Regions from separate parts of the Mus musculus genome. Here region 2 is linked to region 1. Evidence: chromatin contacts called from public HiChIP or PLAC-seq data. All regions are on one chromosome and are shown on one strand. The core of a region is the stretch at or near the end of the contact, and the rest is flanking DNA. Distances in the headings are between cores, read along the strand shown. Region 1 overlaps Ghrh (growth hormone releasing hormone). Region 2 overlaps Src (Rous sarcoma oncogene).

Region 1 (6,022 bases), core at 3,232-5,731:
GAGTTCGCTCGTGCTGCTTTGGCAGAGGACCTGGGTTCAATTCCCAGCACCCATATGGAAGCTGACATGTGTCTACAGCTCCAGTTCCAGGGGCTCTGATTCCCGCTTGTGGCCTCCACAGGCACCAGGCATACATGTAGGCAAAACACAACTATACACGTAAAAATAAATAAGCCCAAAGGTTAAAGCTACATGCAGCAGTACTTTCAGAGTGAGCAGCTCCTGCCACTGTGTCATTTCCCCGTAGGTCAGCAGCACACACGGGCACACCCAGACACGTGTGCAGTGGTCGTGATGATGGTCTCATTGTTACCGAGCCACTTTTAAATTTCTCATTTCCTCTGAGGTAGGGTCTTGTCTAGCTCAGGCTAGCCTTGACCTTGATACATATCTGAGGATGTCTCTTCTGAGCCTCCTGCTTCCACCTCCTGAATGCTGGGATTTCCAGCCTGTGCATTACAGCTATCATGACCTTTTACCCAGCAGCTCCGATGTAACATCTATCACCACCCTCTTCTGTGCATGGTGACACTGTCACTCACAACGCATATTTAAATCTCACAGCTGTCCCAACAGATTCCCTAGGACCCAGTGTAGGCTCACAGACTCCAGGCCTCATAGCATCTGCTTTCCATTGTTAGACTGATTTTATGCGCATGACTGTTATGCTCACATACATGTCTGCATACCACATGCACGCCAGGTGCCCTCCAAAGTCAACAGAGGACATCAGATGCCCAGAAACTGATTAAGTAAGCTCACAATTAGTACTTGCTGTGGCCTTCTCTGTGGGGGTGTCAGAAGCCACCACACAAATTTATCCGGTTACTGGTGGATAATAAATTGTTTCAATGTGCCATCTACAAGATTAATACTCCGTGGGGAGGGTTTGGCAGTGGTGCCATGCCCACTGTTCCCCAGATACTGCTGAATGTAAGAGAGTCGCCTAAGCATCTCCTCACACTGGACATCCTACCCAGTGGTGGCCCTCACTGTTTCTCCTTTTCAAACCCATAGGGAGAGGATCCAGGAACAAAGGGCCAGGCTCAGCCGCCAGGAAGACAGCATGTGGACAGAGGACAAGCAGATGACCCTGGAGAGCATCTTGGTAACCATGCCGCAGAAACACAGACAAGGAGTGGGGAGGGCACAGGTGGGGGGAGGGCGGGAAGGGACGGCACAGGTTGGAGGGGCAGAGAGAGATTTTTTTTGGTTTGGTTTGGTTAAGACAGGATTTCTCTGGGTAGCCTTGGCTATCCTGGAACTCACTTTGTAGATCAGGCCGGCCTTGAACTTAAAGATCTGTCTGCCTGCCTCTCTCCCAAGTGCTAGGATTAAAGGCAGGGCCACCAGCATCCACCTGAGAGAGATTTTTTTCTGGGGATTTTAGAGACTTCCTTCCCTCGGGGATCCCAAGAAAATCAAAGAATCTCATTTTTTCTCACAGGTGTGGGGCCTAGTCTTCCAAGCAAAGGGACAAGGCCCTCTGCACCCTAAGCCTCAGGGATAGGGAAGGCTATGTGTGAGGGGACTGCATACTGGCCATTGCAGTACAGAGTAAGAGGCCAGGCTCAGTGTGTCTGAAATATTATCAGTGCTTTTGACATGGATCTCAGACCCTTAGTAGGTTCTCCCAAGGGATTGTTGTGGGTGATATACAACAGGTACCTCAGACCCCCTGTAAAGACCCATGCGCCTACAATGCCCAAGACAGGCCGGCTTTCCCTAGCCTGCCCGGCGCTGACAAGACACACACACACACCGTCATCAGAGGCTGAGCTGATCACAACGGCCCCTCCCCATCTCCCCGGTCCTCACATCCTCACCAGGAATCAGGGAAGATGAAGGATGTTTCTCCTTTTTACAGAAGAGGAAAAACGAAGCTAAGAAGAGGGAGGGTCGGAGAGAGGGGCAAGTCCAGGCTGTCTTTGTCTACCCTGGGATGTCTTCCCATGCGACCTAGTTCTAAAGACTGACTGTAAACTGAGCACATATACTTTGAGCTGGGACCCTGCTCCCCCAGCAGCCTAGGAAGCAAACCCAGTTCCAGCAGAGCTGCCCTCACCTTCCTCCCAACCTAATCAGACACCCAGAGCTGGAGCGCTCACCAGCTTCAGCCCGGGCGTAGGGGGTGTACTGAACCTTACTGAAGGCAGGATGGAGACTAGCCCCAGGGCTGGCTTTGGATCTCTCTGCCCACAATTTTCTCTTCTACAAAAGGAACAGGTGAACTGTGTTCCCTTGTAAGAACTCAAAGGCTAGAACCACAGGAATGTTGCCTCTAAGAATTCCACCCAGTGGCTCTCACCAGGAGAGGGGGTAATCTCCCTCTGGAGCCCAAAGAGAGATGGCTACAGATCCTTGTCCCCTCCACATATTACAAGGGACCTGAGAGAGGTAGAACTTGCTGGCTTGCGCCCTGTTACCCCATATTTGGGAGGTTAAGACAGGAAATTGATAGTTCGAGGCCAGGACTGGAGAAAGGACTCAACAGTTAGGAGTAGTTGCTGCTCTGGTCCTGCATCCAATTCCCAGCACCCACATGGTGGCTCACGACCATCTGTAAGTAGTCCCATGGGGTTGAATGCTCTCTTCTGGTTTGCACACACGCATGCAGATAAATCACCCATATACATAAAATACAGGCACGAATAAATCTTAAAAATAAAAAGTTCCCTGGCCAGCTTGAGCTATAGTAGGAGACCCTGCCTCAAAATAAAATATACATGGAGTAGAAGAGAACAAATTGTGCCCATTCCCTCTGCTAACCCTCCTGGGAGGAAGCTGACCTTCTGGTTTAGCCATTCTCTTACCCTGGAGACATCCATCCCATGGACTCTGAGTGTGAAGGCCCAGGCCAGGCATCAGCTGTATTCAGATCACCCGGTCGCTTCTGCGCTCATTGGAGTCTGCCTCACAGAGGCAGGGAAAGAGTCCCACTTGTTCTTGTGAGGTTGGCCACTCAACTTGTGACCAACAGAATGGTTTGTAGGGTATGGCACATGGATGTATGGGAAGAAGCCGGTCCTGTCTAAGGGTCAGAAGGGAAGTGACCAGCCCAGGGTCTCAGTGGCAGCCAGTTAGTGGGGCAGGGAGTAAGCAGGCCTCTACATGGTGCAGCCATTAGCATCTTTCCAGCCCATGCTTCCTGTCTCTGGGAACCTGGAAGTCCTGCCCCTGCCTGGAACCCCAGTCATCTTGGTGGCTCAGGAGCCCTGGCATCTGGATTGAGTGTCTCTTTCTTTCTGCAGCAGGGATTCCCAAGGATGAAGCCTTCAGCGGACGCTTGAGCCCCCCGAGCCCCAAACACAACTGTACCCTGTTACTTCTGCTTCAGCTCTGACCTTTTCCGTCCTCTGTAAATACAATAAAACCCCCATTCTCATCTGCACTTCAGCTTCCTTTATTGTCAATCTGATTTTTTTTTTTTTTAAAAACATGGCTTATATGGTTATTTCTCCCAAGTAGCATGATGAAATATAATGGTGCAAAACAGCTGGAGCTGGAGAGGCAGCTCAGCTGGTAAGGTTCCTGCTGTGCAAGTAAGCATGAAGATGAAGAGCTCAGATCCCAGCACCCACAGAAAAGCCAGGCATGGGAGTGCGTGCCCGTGGTGGCAGAGATGTGGAGACCAAGTAAGACGGGTCCCTGAGGCTCACTGGCTAATTAGTTTAATCTAGTCTGAGAGTACCGGTGAGAGGTCTCAGAAAAAAAGGTGACTGTCCTTGGCTACATAGTAAATTCCAAGACAGTCTGGGCTACATTGGACACTCTCAAAACAAACAAACAAACAAACAAACAAACAAACAAACCCGAGTAAATTAAGCCTTAAAAAAATTGACAACTGTGAAACCTGGATGACGGGATGTCTGGAATGACTGATTAAAAGTGTAAAAATAACCCCAGCATTTAAAATCGAATGGGACTCCTAGCTCTTGGTTTTCCCAGCCAGCCTAGTTCATTGCCAGCAGGAAAGGGAAGCACGTGGCGCTGCAGCCAGGTCTCCTATCTCCCACCTGCTCCCCCAGAGCCTGGGCAAGCAATGGAAAGCGTGGGAAGTGCTCTGCAGGAGGCCTTTCGGTGGCCGGTGGAGACAATGAGAACAACGGGAACAAAAGCTCCTCTGGAGGAGAAGGCTAGCCCAGGAGGGCAGGCAGAGGCAGGAGGCGGGGAACCTGCCAAGGTCTGGGACAAAGAGGGAGCTGAGCTGAAAGGGAGACTCTCCCCACCTCCCTTCCCGGCCCCACCTGCTCATCTCTTTCCCTGCCCTGTCCCAACAAAGGCGAAAGCTCGGGGCGCTCTCCACTTTCAATTAGTTTTTCAGATGAAATAATGGCCGCTGAGAACCAAGGCTACTTGTGGGTTTTGAGGTGAATACAATTACAGGAGGGCAAATCCATTGCAGCCACCCTGGGCTTTATCTCCATTAACTGGGACGCTAGTGGCCGCTTAAAAGACTTAACTCCTCCCCCTAGAGAAGCTCGCTCCTGAGGGGCCCTACTTAAGACTAAGGGCTACTTTCATTGCACTAAAGATGTTTTCTAATCAATGGAGGACTTGTCCCTTTCATTAAGTTGGCATTCACAGGGAGACTCCCCCCACTGCTCCCTACAACTGACCGTTGGAGGGGCCAGAGGCCACTTACAGTTCCACCAACTGTCAGGTGACTGGTACCAGGTCACACATCCAAGAGGGAGCAAGCCCAGGGCTGTGTGTGTGTGTGTGTGTGTGTGTGTGTAGTATGGGGTGGTGATCGCTCTTGTATTGCTGTAAGGTTTCAGGCCCCTCAGTACTATGAACTGGGACATGAAGTGAGGGCACAGGTCAACCTGGAACAAACCGCATATGGGGCTTCTGGTCACAATGGAGGTGCTCATGATTTATGATGGGCCACACCTGATTGCTACCTGTGAAACCATCATCAAGTCAAACCAACCAGAGAGTCAAAGGGTTGTGCCTGGTGGTTCGTGTTTATAATCCCAACACTGGGGAGACTGAGGCAGAGGGTCATGGGTTCCAGGCCAGCTTGTGCTACCCAGTGGGATCTTGCCTTACCAAATACTTAATAATCCTTAGGAGCGGGGGGGGGGGGGGGGGGAAGGACTCATTGGGGCGTGAAGGCATGAGAACCCCAGGGCCCATAAAAGTCGCCAGGCACTGTGCGGCTTTTACACTCCCAAAAGGAGGGAGGAGGAGATGGGCAGACCTGGGGTCTCGATGGCCAGCCAGCCTAGCCCACTTGGCCAGCTTGGAGTTAAGGTGGTGGAGAGCTGCCCCATGTGGGTGCTGGAAGCTGAATGTGGGAGTCCTCTGTGGGAGCAGTATCTGCTCTTAACCACTTCAGCCCCTCAAAATCCAGGCTTTTAAAATAGAAATTCTCCCAGAAAAGAACATGTGTGTGTGTGTGTGTGTGTGTGTGTGTGCGCGCGCGCTCACGGAGGCCAGGGTTAACTTCAGGCACCATCTGACTGACAGGCACGAGCTCTAGGATCTTGCCTGTCTGTCTTCCAGTGTTGAGATTGCAAGCATACTCAGTGTTTAACTATAGGTACAGGGCTCACCTTTCTAGTCCAATCGTCTCAATGTTGAAATCTAGTTGAAATGTTAACCACCATGGACAAAACAAGATGCTTACAGACCACTGCACAGGTCTGCAACCCTTGGGAGAGGTGAGGTCTACAACTGCAGAATTCCAGATAGAACTATTCCTAGAGTTCGAGAATCTCTTTCCCTTCCCCATCTAAAACCCTCATTTCCTCACCACGGCAAAACCTAGTTAGGCTGGAAAGCAACCTGTAGACGCCAAGTTTAACAAAGCCGCTAAGACGGATAGCTCTGCCTCGTCTGGATCCCATGTTCCTCCTGGTTCAGCCTCCTGTGTGGATTACAAATGAATGTCACCACAAAATGTATCACGTTTCAAAAGCACTAAAGACAACGGGGCAAACTAGTCAAACACATTTGTGTGTGGGTTTGCCTGCCCATGTGCGCATGTCTTGCTAAGGCAGGGCCTCTCTGTGTA
Region 2 (6,584 bases), core at 520-3,019, 130 kb before region 1:
GGTCAGGAGTCTGGCACTCTCCCATGCGAGGGGCCCCAGATTCTCAGCTAGGAAGAGGTGGGGAACATGCTGAGCTGAGAACAATGGCATTCTCCACCAGACAGACACCTGAACTTCTCTGGGCAGAGCAGGGGTTGATCAGAGGCCCCGGCAGCAGGTCTAACAGCCAGATCCTGGCCCCACCATTCATTCCTGTGACCCCACCACCCGGGGACCTCCAGTGGAGGAGACTCCCTTGTGACTGACTCTGGCTGCCTGGCTGTACAGGTCCCCACTGTCCTAAAAGGCGACAAGAGAGGAGAAAGAAACTGCACCCCAAAGGCGTGGAGGCTGCTGTGACCCCAAAGACACAGAGTCCAAGTCCCCAAGCCTTTCCTGCCTCCTGCCACTTGTGCAGAGACTCCCCACAGGGCAGTCTCCACCAGCGGCACACACTCCAAGGTCTGTGGCCATTCCTTCTCTCACCTCTGCCTCTATCAGCCGTGTGGCTCTGGGACACCATCCTTTCAGCGCCAGGGTCACACTGCTCCTCCTCCTGGCCACCAGTGCCACCAGCAGCTGGGGACAATGGGAACTCAGGGCTTCCCTTTAGGAGGGAAGGAGCAGCTGGCCACACTGGTGGGGAGGTACTAGGGAGGTCTCTTCCCCAGGGCGCCAGTCCAGGAAAAGAAGAGAAAGTGCCCAGGTCCCATCCTGGGCTTGCTATCGGTAGCCACATGACCTTGGACAAGGGCCTTCCTGACTTTGAGCCTCAGTTTCCTCATTCACAAAATAGAGCCAGCCCCTCCACCATTGCTGCTGTCCCCACCCCACCCCCCGGGGATCAGAGATAACGAGATGGAGGGGTATGAATGACAGTGACCGGTGCAGAACGTGGAACCTGCTCACTTTTGCCTCACACAACGGGCATCCCCTCCCTGGATCTTGAGGGCTGAATAGGAGTTCACCAGATGGATACAGGAGAAGTATTTCAGGCAAACGGAGTAGCATGCACGAGGAACGGGAGGCATGAGCAGCGAGACACGCCCAGGGAGACGGAAAGCCTACCTCTTTAGCCAGACCTTTGGGGCACTTTATGATGGATCCTCTCTACCCTCCAGAGCAGCTCAAATCAAAGTCCCCAAGCCTTACCTGCTCCAGGGAGAGGCCTCCACAGCCCAGCACATACCTCCAACCAGCAGCTGCCCCCCTCCCAGGGATGCTGCCCTTACCTGCTGTGGCTCACTGTCCTTCCTTGGATGGGCAGTCTGATAGAGACAGCCCCCTCTCCCGGGGACATCTTGCAGGGACCCCGGCCTGCTTCTATCCACCCCTGACCTGGTCTGGTGTAACCCACTCCCCACCACACTGCCTCCCTCCCTGGCCTACAGAATACACTGGGTCCTGCATGTAGCTGGCACCCAATGTGGAATCACAAATCAGAACAGGGAGGAAGAGAGCTAACAGGAAGGTGTGGGGAGAAGATGGAGGGTCGGCTCATACAGGTGGGATGCAGGGTAAGCTAAAGGGACGGGGAGAGAGCTGGAAACACACAGGGGCGGTGGAGGAAGCACATGCAGAGAGCAGCCCCCAGCCTCAGCGAAGCATCCCCCTCTACCTGGCCTCGGTACACACCTGACATCCACCTTCCTCCTAAGGGCCAGCGAGAGAGAAGCAGAGAGAAGGAGAGGCTGAGGTGCGAAGACAGGGCCCAGGACAAGGGAGGATACTGGTTGGGGTCTAGGGAGGGCCGCCACCCACCAAGAGCAGAAGCAGCCCTGTAGGCTCTGCACCGCCCTCTGCCGGCAGCTCTCGGTAAGACAGACCCACGCTCCCAGTGCAGTCCCCGCCAGGCCACTCACGTGTTATTGACAATCTGCAGCCGCTCCCCTTTCTTGAAGGACAGGTCAGTCTCTGTCCGTGACTCATAGTCATAGAGGGCCACAAAGGTGGTCACCCCACCTGCAGAGAAGGATGAGAGGTGTCAGAACCCTGCAGGGGCTGGGTCAGGCGCCGTTCTCACTCACCAGCCTGTCCCTGGGAGGAAGCTAAGTACGCTGTGCCTTCCTGCTGGGCTGCAGACTAGGTGTTCCTTATCTAATGAGTCTATTGACACAAGCAGAAGTCCCGTCCCCGTCCCCGTCCCCCCCGTCCCTGTCCCCCCCCCCCCCCGAGATCAGGCTCCCTTGCTCTGCACTCAGGGGCAGCACACAGAAGATGCCCCAAGCCCCACACTTAAGGGACTCTGCCTGTGTGTGTGCCTGGCAGCTCGAGGTTTCTGGTCCAAGTTTCAGGACCCTTCCCCTGATTCTCCCCTCACCCACAGCTGCTCCGTGGAATCCTGCATCCCACCCTCGGTTGCCCGAGGCTCCACAAATGCTTCTCAAATGATCGAATGGGTGTGTGGCTGCATGGCGGGAAGTGGGCTGCCCGTCCAAAGGTCTCACCACAACCAAGTTCCTGTGGTGGGATGTGGAGCTGGGAACCCCTACATCCCGTGTCTGCATTCTGCATGCAAGATGGTAGACAGGCCCATCTGAGGGGGCGAGGTTGTATGCACACCTGTATCTGTGTGTGCTCTGGCCCAGGTGTCTCTAGGAATTGTTGGTGTCTCCACTCAGTGTGGGTTCATGCCCAATGTGGGCATATAACATGGTTGAGTCTGGGTGGGATTTGTACGTGTAGGTGTGCAGCCATGCGTGTGGCTCTGTCTGAGCGTGGGATTTGCACGCATGGGCGTGCAGCCGTGAGTATGGCTCCGTCAGAGTGTGGGATTTGCACGTGTGGGTGTGTAGCCATGCATGCAGGAGCGTGAGTCACCCCGCTCAGCTCCTGGGCGGCAGGGCTGCCGCACCACACAGCGCCAGCAGAGGGCGCAGGGGCGCACTCGGGCCATCGCACAGCAGAGCCAGGAACAAAGGCTGGGCGGAGGCGGCAGCTAGTCCGTGGCGGTCCATCCCCTGAGGGCCTCAGGGTCCCCTCCCCTACAACCCTCTCCTTCAGAACCCGTTATATACTCTGAACCTGGGAGCCCGAAAGCGCCAGGAGCCCCGCTTTCCAGTTTACGAATCCTTCCCCATTCGCAGCCTCGGGAAAACCGAGTCCCCAGAACCCAGAGAGGGTGCACCACAGCTCAGGGACACACAGCAAGGGGGAGGGCTGACCTGCCAGAGGCCCCGCCCTCTGCGGGGAGGTGACGGTGTCCGAGGAGTTGAAGCCTCCGAAGAGCTTGGGCTCGGCCGCGGGCGGCACGAAGGCGGCGCTGGGCCCGCGGTGGCCGTCGGCGGAGGCGGGCTTGCTCGGTGTCTGTGAGGCCGGGAAGGCGCCCCCTGCCCCGTGCACGTTTTCCGAGGGCTCCAGGCTGCGGCGCCGCTGGCTGGCGTCCTTGGGCTTGCTCTTGTTGCTGCCCATGGTCCTGGCTAGGGGCGACAGAAATCCCCGAGGTAGAGGAGAGCCTCTGGGAGGAGACAAGCCACCCCACCCACTTATCGGATAGGGAAACTGAGGTCCTAAGAAGGGGACTAGCCACCCTGGGAGGACTCGTCTCATTACACCTGTCAAATGAATTGCTGGCACCTTAGGACACAGCTATGGAGAGAAGACATACCAGTCCAAAGTCCTGACTGCTGGACCCAAAGTCAGTTTCAGTCTTTCTTAGGCAGGGACACTTGAGTCATATCTATGTCCCCAGCACATAGGAGGGGCTCATTTAAGGATTGCTGAATGAATCCATGCCTGACAAGTCGTCTAACACTGGGGGAAGGTGCAGTACAGTACGGTGGCTTGAAGAAGGGATGGCCAGGCCTCCTGGTCACAGGACCTTTGCAAACACTATTCCCTGACAGCTTCACCTCCCAACTCAGTTTCCTTCAGCTGTCAGCTCAAAGTTACTTCCTGGGTCAGGCAGATGGCTACACAGGTAAAGGCACCTGTCACAGACACTGCTGACCTCAGTTCAATCCCCAGGACCCACATGGTGAAAAGAGGTGGACTGGGGCTGGAGAGGTGGCTCAGCAGTTAAGAGCACTGACTGCCTTTCCAGAGGTCCTGAGTTCAAATTCCAGCAATCACATGGTGGCTCACAACCATCTGTAACGAGACCTGATTCCTTTTCCTGATGTCTGAGGACAGCTACAGTGTACTTACTTACATATAAATCAAGAAAGAAAGAAAGAAAGAAAGAAAGAAAGAAAGAAAGAAAGAAAGAAAGAAAGAGGGAGGGAGGGAGGGAGGAAGGGAGGAAGGGAGGAAGGGAGGAAGGGAGGAAGGGAGGAAGAGAGGAAGAGAGGAAGGAAGGAAGGAAGAAAGAAAGAAAGAAAGAAAGAAAGAAAGAAAGAAAGAAAAAGAAAGAAAGGAAGGAAGGAAGGAAGGAAGGAAGGAAGGAAGGAAGGAAGGAAGGAAGGAAGAGAAACTTCAAGTCACATCCTTTAGGAAGGGGTCCTCAAATTCTTTCATGAGCCCCCAAACTACTGTACCCCCTTGGTTATATGTAGCCCCCTCTTCTTTTAATTCATGAATTGCTCCTGGTATGCACGGAGTGAGGTATACAGCAGGTGCTTAACAAACAACCAAATGATGAGCAGGGGGAGCAAGTCTGAGAGGTCCAGGGACCTGGATACACAGAGGGACCAAGTGAAAGGCCCCATGCCACCCGATGCCTGCTACCTTCCACATCCGTGCCCAACCCAGGAAGCTGGGCTGGGGCTCCCCTCTCCCATCTCTGCTCACCTGATAGGTAGCAGAGCTACCCCAGTGGATCTGGGGAGCAGACTGGGGCCTTGGTGCAGACACCAGCTGTAGTATCCGGGGTCTTGGCCTAAAGACCCTGTTGCACCTCTCCTGCTCCGTGTCCCTAGGCAAGCTGCTCCCTCTCCCTGGGTCGCAACATCCGCACCTGCAGAGATGCTGTGGGGTGTGGACATGAAAACCATTAGAGCTCTCACACACTCTCACACAGAGGATCAGGATCCCGCCAAAATGCCCTTTGACCTTCCCAAAGATCCTGTGAGTGAGAGGAAGTCAGATGGACGGCAGTTTGGAAGGCTCTGGAGCCCAATTCCCAAGTTGTACACTGGTGTGGCTATCGTCCCCTGTACCATGTCTTTCCCTTATGTGACAGAGCCATGACAAGACCAAATGGGGCCAAAGTCCTGCACACTAGCAGTCACTGGAATGTGTTCTGGATGTGCCACCAGGGGTTGTGGAGGAACCAACCACTCTTCTGGGCTGCAGGAGGCCTTGGCACCAGATCTCTCAAAGAAAGAACCCTGACAGGGGGCTGGAGAGATGGCTCAGTGGTTAAGAGCACAGACTGCTCTTCCAGAGGTCCTGCGTTCAATTCCCAGCAACCACATTGTGGCTCACAACCATCTGTAATGATATCTGATGCCCTCTTTACATAAAATAAAATAAATAAATCTTAAAAAAAAAAAAAAAGAACCCTGAGAGGAACAAGACTCTTCAGTTGTACTCGGTAGCAAGCTCTGTGGCTCCTACCCATGGGGACCCTGGTGTAGCAGTCAGTCCTATACCCTCAGAGCTGCAGACTGGGGTGTGGCTTAGGATGAAGCCCAGCCTCAGAGAATGTGGGCTGGGGAGACCTGCCCAATGGCTCCAGGGGTCACTAGATATTCCTGAGGGTCTGTCCAGCAGTGGGCATTCAGGGAAGTCCTGTTTCCATGGTAACCCATCCCTCAGGTCACAGTGCCCATCAGCACTGTCCTGAGACCTCTGCTGACAGATGGGTTTCCCCGCAGTCCAGTCCATCCACCCCACCTCCTTGAGGCTGTATAATTCCTGAACATCGGGTCCTTGACTTCAGAAGGACACTGAGAAACCATAAAAAATATGAAAACAGATTTTAAAGTGAAACCTATTTACAAGATACAAAGAATTACTTTGCAAGAGCTTTCTCTAGAATGAACAAGAACAAAACTGTACATGGTGTGTCCCCTGTCGCTGGAGGGAATCAAGAATGGGCTCCCTGCCTGAAGAGGGAGAGCCAGACCTGAAGATATGTGCACATCTTTTGAGGATACAGTCCCTGGGCTTGAGACCTTACACCAACCAAGGGAAGCAGGTACCTCCCCAATACACAGAAGGGTAAAGTGAAGCCTTTAAGGAGAAGCCAGAGGTACCAGGGCCATGGCTACAATGCTGGCTTGTGGGGGCTGGGGGTAGGAGTTGTCTGTGGAAGAGGTCTGTGGCTAATACCTGCCATGCAGACCCAGGGTGTTTGAAAAGGCGGCTAGGTCAGGGGGCAGCCCAGGAGTGGCTGCAGCAGACATTCCTCTGCACCTTCAGTGTGAGGGTGGTCAGAGACACGGGACACATCAAGGGATTGTGGGAGAGTAAAGGAACCCTCAGCCACACTACCCGAGTCTCTCTCCAGCCAAGAGTCAGGAATCCCAGCACATGCAGTGGATCCTGCCGATGTAGGTAAGATTCCTTCTATACAGGGGTATTTCAAGTAAGGACCAAAGTTGGGCCAGCTAGATGGCTCAGCCAGCAACGGCCCTGTGGAGCCTGACAACCACAATGAAGAGGGACCCAACTCCCCAAAGTTGTCTTCTGACTTCTACACATGCTGTGACATGCGTGTGCGC

Evidence for each region. HiChIP or PLAC-seq counts read pairs in DNA pulled down with a chosen protein or histone mark.
Region 2: a contact with region 1 is called in an H3K4me3 HiChIP or PLAC-seq map of embryonic stem cells, with 75 read pairs. The contact joins two enhancer-like sites. A contact is called at or near these places in 1 of 39 promoter capture datasets (embryonic stem cells), 2 of 15 datasets of contacts at CTCF or cohesin (embryonic stem cells and large pre-B cells), 50 of 484 Hi-C or Micro-C datasets (3T3-L1-derived adipocytes, 8-cell embryo, the AML12 cell line and 37 more), 27 of 115 datasets of contacts at active chromatin or transcription factors (the 230-238 cell line, Th17 cells, bone marrow-derived macrophages and 18 more) and 4 of 9 other capture datasets (adipose tissue, liver, macrophages and 1 more).

What each region holds. Positions count from the first base shown.
Region 1 is chr2:157,326,865-157,332,886 of GRCm38.p6, reverse strand. It overlaps Ghrh (growth hormone releasing hormone), which reads left to right. Exons shown (of 5, transcript NM_010285.3): 4 at 1,018-1,108; 5 at 3,252-3,391. The coding sequence ends at 3,290. Among named protein-coding and RNA genes, the nearest start is that of Ghrh, 17 kb to the left of the region's middle. Within about 2 kb of position 4,481, at least 44 of the 459 cell types and tissues checked have an H3K27ac peak or open chromatin away from gene starts, as enhancers often do. A contact at or near this core is called in embryonic forebrain, embryonic stem cells, epiblasts and 6 more, where this site is marked.
Region 2 is chr2:157,453,891-157,460,474 of GRCm38.p6, reverse strand. Src (Rous sarcoma oncogene) reads right to left here. Exons shown (of 15, transcript NM_009271.3): 3 at 4,708-4,884; 4 at 3,144-3,398; 5 at 1,842-1,941; 6 at 1,615-1,632. The coding sequence starts at 3,390. Among named protein-coding and RNA genes, the nearest start is that of Src, 33 kb to the right of the region's middle. Within about 2 kb of position 1,769, at least 169 of the 459 cell types and tissues checked have an H3K27ac peak or open chromatin away from gene starts, as enhancers often do. A contact at or near this core is called in embryonic forebrain, embryonic stem cells, epiblasts and 6 more, where this site is marked.